Linked DNA regions of Mus musculus: all the other regions are linked to region 1. A link is a contact called in public HiChIP or PLAC-seq data. All regions are on one chromosome and are shown on one strand. Each heading gives the region's core, a stretch centred on a gene start, on an enhancer-like site or on the middle of the called end of the contact. The rest is flanking DNA. Distances are from core to core; before and after follow the strand shown. Region 1 overlaps Slc12a8 (solute carrier family 12 (potassium/chloride transporters), member 8). Region 2 holds the start of Umps (uridine monophosphate synthetase). Region 3 overlaps Itgb5 (integrin beta 5).

Region 1 (4,481 bases), core at 1,155-3,654:
AGATTTATAAGGCGCTTAGTACTCAGCACCTAGCCGCAGCTACTATATCAAGGTCCACCCACAAAAATGGACTGAAGCAGGAGGATCAAGAGTTTGAAGCCAACACATTTCAGACCAGCTTGGGCTACATACCTGAAGTTTCCAAAGACTTGGGCTGTCTCTCCCTCCCTTCTTCCTCATTTCCAAACCATGTTCCTGCCCCACATTGGCTTACAAACTGGTCAGCTAAGTTGTTCTTGTAGAATCTTTATCCCTTTTCTCCTCGGAGACAGAACCAGTCCTCCATCTCCTTAGCTGTACAGATGCTGCTGGAAAAGACAGCCTCAGACCAGGCCTTGCAAATGCCAAGGCTCAAGCAAGGGTGGCAGGGATAGCCCCAGACACCATGCAGTCTCTCCTCCAGAGAAACAGTAGGGTTTACTGCTTACCATCTGGGTGATCGACAGTAGAACCCAAGTAAAGATTTAGCCTAAACTTTAAAGCAGATGCAGATATGTAAGATTTTGAATATGAAATGAGAGCAGGGGTTTTAGCAGGAGTTGCAGCAAATGAGGGACCTTGGAGCCAAGGCCTCACTGAATTCCTCCAAAGGTTCCTGTGTCGGAAACTGGAGTGAAAGATTCCTGCTAGCTGACCACAGTGGTGACCATCAGTCATCCAAGCATTTGGAGGACAGAGGCAGGAAGATCAACTGTATAGCAAGTTCCAGGGGGGTGGGACTCCGGCCAGCATGAGCACAGCGACCATGGCGACTATGTGACCATGCAACCATGGCTCTGGCAGGCTGTGGCCTTCTCCCCCATCCCCTTTGCCTTGCTAAAAACCATTAGATTACATTCCTAAAGGAGCCACCAAGGTCCATTCCCTTATTTGTGCATTTCCTCTTCCTGAAGCTGACTACCAAGGTCCAGCTATCAAAGTATTTAAGTCAAGCAACCAAAATCCCCTTTGGCTCATCTAATTAACATGCCGATTAAAATTAAACATGTGACATTTCCCCGTTTATCTTTATAAACTGCCACTTGCCTATGGACCATGTCTGTCTCCCCTCTATCCAGAGACAGTCTTGTCCCCACAGAATAAATACTCTGATCCTCTCCCCTGTTCCATCCCTCTTCTCCCTTGTCCTCTATTTCCTGTCTTTGTCTCTTATTCCCTTCCCTCTGTCTCTCTGGGGCAAATAAATCTTTGTGCTGAGAACTTGGTCTTGGAGTTCCTGAGCTGATATCGATCTCTTACATCAGGCTAACCTGGGCTTCCTGGGAGAGAGAGGTTATGTTAAGGGCATTTGAAGATGGAACATTTAAGAGGTAATTAGGATAAGATGAAGTCATAAGAATGAGACCACATGGTGACTTTAGTGTCTTTATAAGAAAAGAGGGCTAGGTACGTGTGGCCAGTGGTAAAGTAAGACTTACTTAACATGTACAAAGCCCTCGGCTCTACTATCTGTATCATAAAACAATAACAACTATAGCAAAGTCCAACTGCCAGCCCAGGGGTATGCGCCTGTAATTCCAACACCCGGAAGATAGAGGCAGGATTATAACAAGAGGGGAGGAGTGGAGAAATCTGAGTTAGCATGGTTTGCTATGTTTCACCATGTGACACCCTCCAGCCTGTTCTCACACATCACAAGGCCTTTCCCAGATGCTGTGCAGATGTTGGACACTATGTCCTTGAACTTTCCAGACTCTAGAATCATGAGTCAAATAAACTTCTACTCAGTCTCAGGCATTGTGTGATAGAGATAGGAAATGGACTAAGATAACAGACCTGTTTCTCACAGAACCAGGGAGGGTTTAAAAGAGAGGCGGTATCATCCACAGCTCTGTGCGGTGTGTCATATGGTAAGCTATGGAAATAACAATTATAGATATAATGTAAAATCACAAATTCTATAAAATCTTAACCAAGTGTGTACAATCATAGAGCTTCCTCTCTTCTCCTTTTCCTGCCCACAAGTCCGTCAGAATGAAGTGCGATCTGCCCCATCCTTTTTTGGTCCTCTCTAGTTTTTAAACCTAGGGTCCCTTCTCTCATCCAGCAGGGGCTTGCTTGTTCTCATTCATGGAGATGGAGAAATAGTGTGGGGCTGGATGGTCGGTCGGGTCGGCAGGGAGGGGAGTCAGTGAGACATTAACCACAGAGCAATCCGGGCTGAGGTCCTGCAGACAGCTTCCCAGGATGCATAGGTGTAAATAAGAAGTCATGATCAAGAGTCAAGGGCACCACAGAGACAGACCTTGACAAAGAAGATGGCCAAGGCCATTCTGGTAAAAGCTGTTGGTTTCCCACCAAGTTCTTTACGCTGGGTGTGGTCAGCCACAGCTCCGAGTGCTGACTGTGGCCAAAGAGCCTCTTGTCCTTTCCAGTAAGAGTCTGGGATTTGAGGACAAGGGTTATGTGACCTCATACAACTGGTATTTTTCTCAGCAAGCTCTTTGAACTGTGGTCCTGGAGGGGCTGGCTCCCTAAGGGTGTGTTTGGGAAAACCCTGTAGAGAGGGATGTTTTGCTGGTACAGCAAAGCAAATGAAGAGTCTAGGCCAACCCCTATCCTCACCCCTGCAGCCCCTACCACAGGGTGTGGTAGAGCCTAGCTTGGTGAGGACCAGAGGTCAGGTTCCATAAATACAGTGGGGGCACCACACCTACAGTTCAACTGCTCCTCAGAAGTCACTGCCCCCTGGGATAAAGTATCTAGGTAATATATAGGATGCGGCTCTAGAGGCGGGGACAAGGCAACAATGCTTATTCTTCAAAGCTCCCCTTTCCAGCCAGGAAGAGGATAGTGCAGGAGGGCGCCCCAGCCATGACTCATGCACAGATAATCCCTAGCAAACCTATCACCATGGAAACTGCCAATCATGCATGCTTTTCATCACTTAACCGAACATCTGCCAGGGGAAAACAAGTGGTTTGAATCATGTGGCCTGCCTCTGTGTTTATCCATCCCCCCCCCCCCCCCCCCAGTAAACAGAGTCAGGGGAGGCTCCACTCCAAAGCAATGGGAGGTCCTCCTCTGCTTCCGAATTGTCTGTATGATGTCAGTCAGGTCCTTCCCAATATTTTCTGAGCCCCTCCTTCCCCAGTTGGGAAAAAACAAAAAACAAAAAACCAAAAAAACAAAAAAACAAAAAACAAACAAAAAAAAACAAACAAAACCCCTCACATCAAAGGTTCTCACGCTGCTGTGAGAAGCAGGAGGCCTGCCTGGTCTCTAAGATGGAGAAGCCCATGTAGCTGACTCTCTATTCAGTATTATAATTTTAACTCCTAGACGGTTACAAAATGACATTTTCTTAAAGCACAGAAAATAAATCGGTGTTTGTGTGAGCATATGTACATGTTGGGGGTAGATATTTGTTCGGGGGTGGGGGTGAGCACGTACCATGGGGTGTGGGTGAGCATGTACCCTGCAAGTGTAGGTAAGCATGTACCATGGTACACGTGGCAGGCAGACAGAGGACAACCTTGGAATGTCAGCCCTCACCTTTCTGCCTTGTCTGAGACAAGGTCTCTGCATAAAACAGGCTAGCTGCCTTGAACCTTCAGGAGATTCTTTCATCTCCACTCCCACCTCCTCGTGGCCTCGCTGGGACTGTAGATGCTTACCCTCCCGTGTCTGACTTTTATGTGTTTCAGTGATCAGAACCCACGACATCAGGCATGCTTGAGACAAGCCCTTTCCTCAGTGAGCCATCTCCTTGGCCTCAGAGAATACATCTCAACCGATATTCTTAGGTAGCTGTCTCAGATGAAGACAGAGACCCTCCCTGGAGCAGAATTTGCGGTGTGGTTATCCAGAAGGAGTTGTGGATTAAAAGACAGTAAATTGGAGGGACTCAAGGGTGTAAATGTAGCTCAGTGGTAGAATTCTTGTCTAGCTTGTAGCAGGCCATGGGTTCCAGTGTTACCAATCACACATGCATGCAAAGAACATGAACAAGAAAAGAAAGGGGAGGAAAGGAAGGAAAGGGAGGGGGAGGCAGAGAGAAAGGGAAAGGGAAAGGAAAGGGACATGGGAGGGCCTGGCTCTGCACAGATACCCAACAGTGTGACCACTTGATGTGCCTTGGTGTTGGGTAAGAGCCCCAAAAGCTGGAACTGATCAAAGCATGGTAACACCAGGTAGTGACATCCAGAATGATTGGCATTAGCTTTGAGTCATCCGGGTGGGGTAGAATCTGAAGAGCCAGAGATCAACTTCTTCTCATTTTATAAACATGAAAGAGACATTTTGTTCCCGCCAATTGAATCTGCAGATGAGGATCCTGCTACTCAGCCCTAGTCACAGGCTCATTTCCAAGATTGGGGAAGGGGTAGGGGTTGGGGTAGGGGTTGGCAATGATCTAACAGAGCAGTCAGGTGGTAGGCATGAAGGGCAGTGTAGAGAATCCAGTGCTATATGGAAGGTAACCTTGTTAGGACTTGGAGCGTTCTAGAAGGTGGGAGGAGTCATAAGAAGGTGGGCAGAGT
Region 2 (4,481 bases), core at 785-3,284, 370 kb before region 1:
TTCTTTAGTCCTGTTCCCCTTTAAAATGTTATAACATTTGTGTGTGTGTGTGTGTATGTATGTGTGTATATGTGTGTGAACGTGTGTGTATGTGTGTATGTACGTATGTGTATGTGTGTATGTATGTGTATGTATGTATGTGTGTGTGTATGTGTGTGTATGTATGTGTGTATATGTATGTATGTGTGTCTGTGTGTGTATGTGTGTATGTATGTATGTGTGCGTCTGTGTGTGTATGTATGTATGTATGTGTGTCTGTGTGTGTATGTATGTATGTGTGTATATGTATGTATGTGTGTATGAATGTGTGTATGTGTGTGTGTGGGTCTGCAGAATCTGGTTCTCTCTTTTCACCATGTGGGTCCAATAGACTGAATTCAGGTCGCCAGGCTTAGTGGCAAGTCTCTCCTTCACCCACTGAGCTACCTCTTACTGGCAGTTGTCTTTTTTTCTAACTAAAACTTCTGCTTTTTCTCCCAGTGGGGACACTGAGGTAATATGGTTGTCCTCTCTTTCCCCTCAAATATTTGAAAGCCTGGCAAGCTTTAAAAAAAAAATCCCATCAGTGGCCCAGCAAGATGGCTCATCAGATAACAGCGCTTGTCACCAGGCCTGAGGATTTGAGTGTGACCCACAGGCCTGCAGAGTGAATGCAGAGCTTCAGCTTCAGCTCCAGCTGGATCGCACAGGTTTATGCATACAGGTTGGTAGGAGGCTTGATCAGGCTTCCAGTGTCTGCAGGTGATGCACAGCTGGGAATGAGGCTGATCTATTGAGCATTCTGTCAATTAACAGCACACAGAGATGAACGTAGTTGTTGACCTAGCAAGAAGAACAAAGCATTTTAACATCTGAATTCTTATTTAATCAAGGCCTTACTGAAGTTGCTGGTAATGAGAAACAACTGTCAAGACAACAAATTTTACCTGTCATGGTGGTGAACACTTTTAATTCAAGCACCCAGGAGGCAGAGGCAGATGGATCTCTGTGAGTTCGAGGGCAATCTGAGCCTTCACTACATTGTGAAGTCTACATCAGGCTGGGTAACATAAGGAAGCCCTGTTTCAAACCCAAAACAAACGCTGGGATCTATGGGGGTTTCCACGCTGGGAGCTCAACACGATCTCTTTAGAGAAAACAAAGAGACAAAATGAAATCTCAGTCTGTTTGATAAGTGGCATTTCCTTAAAATAGGAAAATACAGTCAATCCCAGCACTTGAGAGGCAGGTGGATCTCTGAGTTCGAGGCCAGCCTGGTCTACAGAGTGAGTTCCAGGACAGCCAAGGCTATACAGAGAAACCCTGTCTCAAAAAAAAAAAAAAAAAAAAAAAAAAAGAAAAAAAGAAAAAAACAAACAAACAAACAAAAAGGAAAATACAGTCTTAGGGGATTATCATTATTATTAACACAGGCTCACTAGATACCTAGGTCAGCCTTGAACTTGGAATCCTCCCATTTCAGGTTCTTACATAGCTAGGACTACAGGAGTTCACTTAACCAGCTAAGGGTTTTGTAAACCAAATATGCTTGAGTTTTCAAACTGCCCAACATTCCCCTTCCAGTTAGCCAATAGATACTGTCAGTTGATCCTCCCTAACTGGCCCCACCCTTCTTCATCTGGTACACTTCAAGTGGTCTAAAGGAAGTTTGTCAGCCCCTGAGTGCACGGTGACCTGCTTCAGATTTCTATGTGCAAATTACTATGAAACTCTCCCACGCCAACTGCTGTAAAATTAATACAAGAAGGTAGCCACAGGCTCTGTCTTAGAGGATTTTTATTTTATGGAAAGAAACCCTGAGAGATTAGGGAAGTGGCTGTTAACAGTGACTGGATCAGATAAAGAAGCGCTCAGCTATAAACAAAACAAACAAAATAAAAAATGAACGAAGCCTACAGATCCCTCCGGGGGAAATCAGGCTTCGATCTAGCTTTCAGGTTTGAAAACCCACCTCCCCAACCAGGAAGCATCTAGAACACTCAATGAAGCCCGCGGCCCGGGCCGGAAAGGGGGGCGGAAGAGGCGGGACTTCTGGGTGACGTCACGGGCCCCAAGCCCCTCGGCTTCCAGAGCGAACTGAGCGCGCGAGAATGGAGGTCGCCAGCCAAGCCCTGGGCCCCTTGGTCACCGAGCTGTATGACGTGCAGGCTTTCAAGTTCGGGAGCTTCGTCCTGAAGAGCGGGCTCTCCTCCCCAGTCTACATCGACCTGCGGGGCATCGTGTCACGCCCGCGTCTTCTCAGTCAGGTACCAGCCCCGAGGGACGGGATGGCTCCGGGTGGCGGGAAAAGAGAGCAGGAGATGGCGGGGGTGGCCGAAATTGGGGACAAGGGAGAGCCACAGACCAGGCAGGCAAGCCCTCCCGACTGCTGGTCTGGAGAGTGTGGAGGAGCTTGGGGACCGGGAGCCTTCAGCTTCTTTGAGACCTTGTTTCTGGACCGATCGGTGTAGACACGTGTTTTGCGAGAGTCCGGGTGTCCTGTTGGGCTCTGGCCGGCGGAGAAGTCCTTGAGTGAGTTCTGTGTACCTAACCCCCAGAAAGTGACAATTAGGGAGGAAAGGAAAAGGCGGGAGGGTGGAGAAATTAGTAGCGGATCAAACGACTCGATTTAATAGTGCATGGCCAGTAGCAAGAAGTGAAAGCCATATGGTGGATACCAGAAAGGCAGAATTTTTTGGTTGGCAAGGGTAAAGTGTGCACTTAGAGGTTTCTAGCCTGTTGTTTCTCAAACCTCGTGTCGGTTGTCTGTGAGTCACCGCCAAGTCGGCCTTGAGGCAGTGCTTTCTAGAATAACAAGCCTCCAGCCGAACTGCATGCAGATGGCATTTAGAATAAAAGGTTAGAAATGGCAGGAAGTGTTGCTAGGGACTCTGTGTGGATTATAGATCATTGTGAAGTTTGTATTAGCGTTTATAGTGGGTGTGGGTGTGTGTCCAGGTGTGCACGTGCCGTGGTACACTTTCGAAGATCAGAGTGTGTTCTCGCCCTCCCTCTCTGTCTTGAGGGTTAAACGGATTGAACTCAGGTGGTCAGGCTGGGCAGAAAAACCTTTACCAGAGGAGCCAGTGTGCCTGCCAGAATTGTTAATAAATAAAGCACTGGGGTTGGAGTCAAAAGTTAAAGGTCCCACTTCATAGTGCTGCTCAAGGCCAGCCTGGGCTACATGAGAATTTGTCCCAAGACCAAACATACTAATGGAATAGTTAAAAGTTACTAGTGGCTACTTTGTTGCCTAGTGTAACTGTAGAATATTTCCATTATTTGCAGAGGTCTATCAAGACATAATATGTATGTAGCCAGGTATGGTGGTGCACATCTATAATTCCTGCATTCAGGAAGCTGAGGCAGGAGAATTGTGAGTTTGAGGTCAGCCTGGGTTGCACAGGGAGACCCTGTTTTTAAAAACCAACCCCTCTGCCCTCAATGTACTGTTCCTATCACATACTTAAGGTTTGTTTCTTGGGTACCCATTTTGCCTAAATTGTTGTGAGTAGATTGAAACCCTGATTGACGTGGTTTGAATTATTGGCTTTTCACCATCCAGAATCTTACTATGATTAGGAACCGTATTACCAAGAACTATCTAATTAAAATTTTAAAGAGGTTTATGTAAATAGGTGTTCTCAAGATATATAGCACCGCCCAAAAACCCAATAGATAATATGCTTCTAACTTCGTAGCAATAAGTGATAATTGACTGGTTGTGTACACACATAAACAATTGAAGGGAAACGATAGTATTTATTTCCCTAAAAAACAAATTCCCCCAAATCATTTCTTATACTCTTATGATTTGTGGGTTTATGTTGTAGGTATATGCTCATGTCAGTGATAATCCAAAAGAGTGTCTAGCAGACTTAATCATGAAATGTATTTAACTTGGTAATCTTAAGTTTCAGTTGCTATACATCTTGGTTTAGGTGCATGTAAAGCATGACAGATCAGTAAAAGCCTGCAGGAAGAAGTATGTATTGTACTGTAATTCTGTGCACATAGTGGAGTGATAATAGTAATTTGAGAAAACCAATGTTTCAGTTTTCATAGTCTTATCTAGCAGTGTGTGTGTGTGTGTGTGTGTGTGTGTGTGTGTGTGTGTGTGTGTGTTACTGAGGCTTGGGTCCCGGGCTGTAAGTATACCAGGCCAAGTGCTCTATCACTTAGCCCTAGTACCTACCTTCCCACATTCATTACAGATAGTGTTATAACAGTTCTGAGTATGTCCATGATTTTAGTATTAGAAATTACACACTTTGTAACTTAAAAATAGTCACAAGCTTTTCCAACTCCAGAAGGGTGGCATGAGTAGAGCATGCCCATGCCTACAATCCCAGCGCCTGGGTGGCTGATGAGGCAGGAACAGCCACATGAGTTGACCAGTTTTGACCCTTCAGAACCTCAAAAGTAGATGACTGGAGCGATGGCTCAACAGCCAAGAGCACTGACTGCTCTTCCAGAAGTCCTGAGTTCAATTCCCAGCAACC
Region 3 (4,481 bases), core at 977-3,476, 290 kb before region 1:
AGTATGGACAGCCATTTAAGCTGACTTCTGCAACACAAGCAAGCCAGGTTAGACATGCAAAGAAAGGAGTTCAAAGGTCTGGGACTGTCACTCAGTGTGAGACAGCATGTTGCAGGTCCAAGGCTCAAATTCCTGTCTTCCAGATCTGAACCACCCCCCACCACCACCACACACATACACAGATACACAGATACACACACACACACACACACACACACAGATGTTTAAAAACAGGTTTAGGGAGGGATGATATGTGAGCTCGAGGCTCTGGGGATGGGGAAGGTGCCACGTACAACACTGTAACGGGAAGAGGACAGTTCCTTGTTTGCAAACATCAGGACCTCCATAGTGTAAAATGCACAGTGGGTGAAGTGTATCAGCAATGGCCCACTGTCTGGAACAAACACACCTCCCTGATGTGGGATGGCAAGATGCAGGAGGCTGGAGGAGGGGGTGGAAAGTGCTTGCTGCAATGAATTCTATTAAGAAAGAAAAGGGCCAGGCGATGGTGGTGCACACCTTTAATCCCAACACTTGGGAGGCAGAGGCAGGCAGATTTCTGAGTTCGAGGCCAGCCTGGTCTACAGAGTGAGTTCCAGGACAGCCAGGGCTACACAGAGAAACCCTGTCTCAAAAACCAAAAAAAAAAAAAAAAAAAAAAGAAAAAGAAAAAGAAAAAGAAAAAGAAACCATATGAAAGAAAGAAAGAAAGAGAGAGAGAGAGAGAGAGAGAGAAAGAAAGAAAGAAAGAAGAAAAAAAATGAAGGGAAGGAAAAGGAGTGAAGAGCAGGAAAAGCAGCCCAGGTGTGCAAGAGTCCAGCCAGGTAAGTGAAGCTACTGTGGTTGGAACACAGAGGCCCTGATGGGGCCCAGGAAAATGACACACTGGCCATTATATAAGTAAAGCCTTTAAAAAAAAAAAAAAAAGCTGGCCTTACCTTGTGACACAGGCCTTTAATCCCAGCTCCTGAGAGGCAGAGGGGTTGGGGTGGGGCGGGGGCGGGGACAGGGGAGATGGCTCAACTTGTAAAAACACTAGCTACAGAAGCCTGGCAACCTGAATTTGACCCAGAACCCAAGTAAAAAACCTGACACGGGAGTTGGGGGTTCAGGGGTTCGCATCTGTAATTTCAGTACTCCTAAGGCCAGATGGGAGGCAGAAGCAGCAGAATCACTCCTTGGCTTCTTTGAGCCTGCCTGATTTCTTATAGACCTTAGACTTGTGTCAGTTTTCCAAGCCTTGTTTCCAAAGCTTGCTGGCCAGTTAGCCTGGCGCACACAGCATAGGAACAGAGAGATAAAGAGAGAGACAGAGACAGAGACAGACAGAGATTGAGAAATCCGATACTTTAATAGTTTCCTGAAGACACCGATGCATAGTTAGAGTAAACAGAGTTGGAGTCTGGAAACCTCAGCGCTGAGGCCACACTCACTGCCCCACCCACTCCTCGTCCTACTCCGAGGTCAAGGGTGCTTCCTGTTTGGTAAAGTAGGAAAGCAACCATAGCCCCAGTCTGAACCACTCACCACACATCAACCTGTATAATTTTAGAATAAGGAATACACAACTTAAAGCCAACTTCTAGAGAGTTCTGAGGGAAACAATAACTGATAAAAGGAGGAACCATAATTGAGACCCAGAACAAGCATAAACCAGTTCAACCATAGGTTTATAAAGCAATAAAGGTAATGGCATGCACACTCCAATCCTAACCCACTTGTGGATACTACATTAGAAAAAGATGCTTGCCTAAGAGAGTGGCCCCTTAGCTGTAAACACCGTTAAATTCCTCCAACAGCAATCTGAGCAGCAGTGGAGGGCAGGGAGAGGGCAGGGGGGATGCTTGTGTGTGCATGCTCGTGTGAGCATGCATACGCATGCATACATACACACACACACACACACACACACACTACCACTAGTGAGAATACCAAAGAGAAGCAGGTATTTCCCTTATCTTCTGCAAAGATCACCTTTCTAAGAAATACAGAGCATGCCTTAGAGCTAGACCTTAAAGAAGCCATGCAATAACCCTAAGGTCCACAAGTTGATAATGAGTAGTCCAACCCAGGAATATCAGAGCCAAGGAGAACCCACGATGTGAGTCAGACCTGTCCTCGGACTAATCACCAAAAGCAAAGGTCAATGGAAGCAGAGGAGCGCATGTGCTGGATTCAAGAACTCTGGCCCTTATGAGGCCAGCCAAGTACACAGGACTCCAGAATAATTAATCCTCTGTCACACACAGTCAGCAGGACTAGGAGCCTCTGATCTGGACAAAGGGGAGCAGACCCAGTGAAGAAAGAAAGGCAATGATATCTGAAATACCACTCAAGTGATAGGGGCACACGGTCTCTGTGGACACAAAGATCTCTGTGGCCACGCGTGATCACTAATGGCAGACCACGGACGCGTGCAGTTTCATTTCTCCATTTTCTCCACTATTATGTTTGAAATGCTTCACTGCAAAAATAGCACACATTCATTATTGCTATCGGTTTTGGTTGATTTCCAGTATTTTCTTCCTTTTCTTAAAAGAATGCATCGCCAGTGTGGACGCTCTACACGGAGCTTACTGAAAACTGCCGAGCTCATGCACAGAGACCAAAAAGATGAACCAAACCGTACAGAACCCATGCTTCAGTAATGAGCTCAGAATAATTAATCTTTTACTGCTGCTATTAGGCTTTTTTGACAGTACAAACTTATTCTATCACTAATTCGATATCTGTATTGCATTCATGTATTGCCCCAAGTTGAGAACCTCTCAAAGTCAAAGTTCCCTTCTGGTTGAAATCTCTGCCCTCCCTCTGGATTCACACATCTCAGAGGAACAGGAAAAACAAAACAAACATAGGCATGCAGCCAAAGACTTCGGTGATTCTATTTCAGCTGGATTCCCCAGTAAGGCAATCTTTAAGGTTAAAATGACAAGCCAAAAAAAAAAAAAAAAAAAAAAGCTGATGCATAAACACAGAACAGCCATCTGTCTGGCAAGGACACCAGCCTATCGCACAGAGCCACACCCAACACAAGCTCAACTCTTCCCAAGTCTAGCTGACTTGATTGCTAGAGATTCCGCCATGGTGCGGCTGAGCTCAGCCTCTGATGTAACAGTGAATGGGAGCCACGTGCTTGGGTGTTCTTACCTTGCAGACAGCAGCCTGGAGGACCGCATCAAACCCCCCCTCGGGGGCATCTCGGTTCCGGGACACCCTCTGCTTCCTCACTTCCTCGTTGAAGCTGTCGACTCTGTCTGTGAGAGGCAGCAGATGCCGGAACCCGAAGGAGGGGACGCAGTTGGGGAATAACTTGTAACTAGAGAGGAAGGAGAGAAGGGTGGATTTTCCATCATCATCTGTAAGCCTTTTCAATCTCTTAAGAGATCCATTTATTTATTTTATTTATATGATTACACACTGTAGCTGTCTTCAGTCACATCAGAAGAGGACATCAGATCCCATTACAGATGGTTGTGAGCCACCATGTAAGTGCAGAGAATTCAACTCAGGACCTCTGGAAGAGCAGTCAATCTTAACCATTGAGCCATCCTTACAGCCCCTACCTTTTCAATTTTTAATTACATTATATTTTAGTGTGCATGTATGTACACAAACACGCACATGGGGACACACAGACACACACACACATGAGAGAACAACTTGCAGAGATCAGCTCTCTTCTATCATGTGGGTTCTGGGAATCAAACTCAAATGATCTTCTCACTGAACCATCTCGATGGTCCCATCTCTAAATATTAATCAACTGTCCTGGCCTTCACTAAGTACCTTGGAAAAACATCAATTAACAACTACCACCTGCTCTGGGCAAGGCCTAGTGGAGAGAACAAAACCAAATAACTCTTAAACAACCAGCCCTCCCTGTGGGCACACAGCCAGACCAGGGAAGTGTGCAGACAATGGCTCAAAGAACTGGAGGTCATGGCAGACTCTGGCTGCGGGAAGACTTGACACCAGCGTTGGAAGATGAGTGGGACCAGGTACAATCGAGGATGCAGGCCAGGGAGGGCACACGGGCACACAAGCAGGACTCTGGGTAGCCAGCTTTTCTCATCAAACTATGCTGCTGCCGTAAGACAAAGGACCCACTGGTGACTACCAGACTGTGCTGGCACAAGAAGCGATGCAGAACGGAACAGGAATTATAGACCTTCTACCCTATCAATCCTTCATTCATTTACTACAATGATAAAGCGTCCACTGGCCAGAGAAATCTACAAATTCTTCAAATGGGAAAAAGACAGGCATGCTAAAAACTTTCAGGGAAGCGGGAAGCCCTAAGGGGCCCCTTTTCCTAGAGAAAGTAGTTCCGATGATACTATCAAACTGGGGCAATGAAACAGACAAGATGCCTTAAATGGATCCTTGGGATAAAGGAATCGAGGGCAGAGTATGGCAGCCAGAGAAAAGAATGTTAACACCATGTGGAGAAAGGCGACAGAGGAAGGCCAGCAGGCCGG

The links. HiChIP or PLAC-seq counts read pairs in DNA pulled down with a chosen protein or histone mark.
Region 2: a FOXA1 HiChIP or PLAC-seq map of pancreatic cancer cells shows a contact between it and region 1. The contact joins the promoter of Umps here to the enhancer-like site in region 1. A contact is called at or near these places in 1 of 39 promoter capture datasets (pre-B cells), 2 of 484 Hi-C or Micro-C datasets (the G1E-ER4 cell line and embryonic stem cells), 3 of 115 datasets of contacts at active chromatin or transcription factors (large pre-B cells, pancreatic cancer cells and pro-B cells) and 1 of 9 other capture datasets (pancreatic islet).
Region 3: a FOXA1 HiChIP or PLAC-seq map of pancreatic cancer cells shows a contact between it and region 1. The contact joins two enhancer-like sites. A contact is called at or near these places in 1 of 115 datasets of contacts at active chromatin or transcription factors (pancreatic cancer cells) and 4 of 9 other capture datasets (adipose tissue, embryonic stem cells, liver and 1 more).

The regions. Positions count from the first base shown.
Region 1 is chr16:33,592,599-33,597,079 of GRCm38.p6, reverse strand. The region is part of intron 5 of Slc12a8 (solute carrier family 12 (potassium/chloride transporters), member 8); the gene reads right to left. Among named protein-coding and RNA genes, the nearest start is that of Slc12a8, 77 kb to the right of the region's middle. Within about 2 kb of position 2,404, at least 153 of the 459 cell types and tissues checked have an H3K27ac peak or open chromatin away from gene starts, as enhancers often do. A contact at or near this core is called in adipose tissue, embryonic stem cells, liver and 2 more, where this site is marked.
Region 2 is chr16:33,964,591-33,969,071 of GRCm38.p6, reverse strand. Umps (uridine monophosphate synthetase) reads left to right here and starts at 2,034. Exons shown (of 6, transcript NM_009471.3): 1 at 2,034-2,246. The coding sequence starts at 2,091.
Region 3 is chr16:33,883,791-33,888,271 of GRCm38.p6, reverse strand. It overlaps Itgb5 (integrin beta 5), which reads right to left. Exons shown (of 15, transcript NM_001145884.1): 5 at 3,151-3,319. Among named protein-coding and RNA genes, the nearest start is that of Itgb5, 56 kb to the right of the region's middle. Within about 2 kb of position 2,226, at least 59 of the 459 cell types and tissues checked have an H3K27ac peak or open chromatin away from gene starts, as enhancers often do. A contact at or near this core is called in adipose tissue, embryonic stem cells, liver and 1 more, where this site is marked.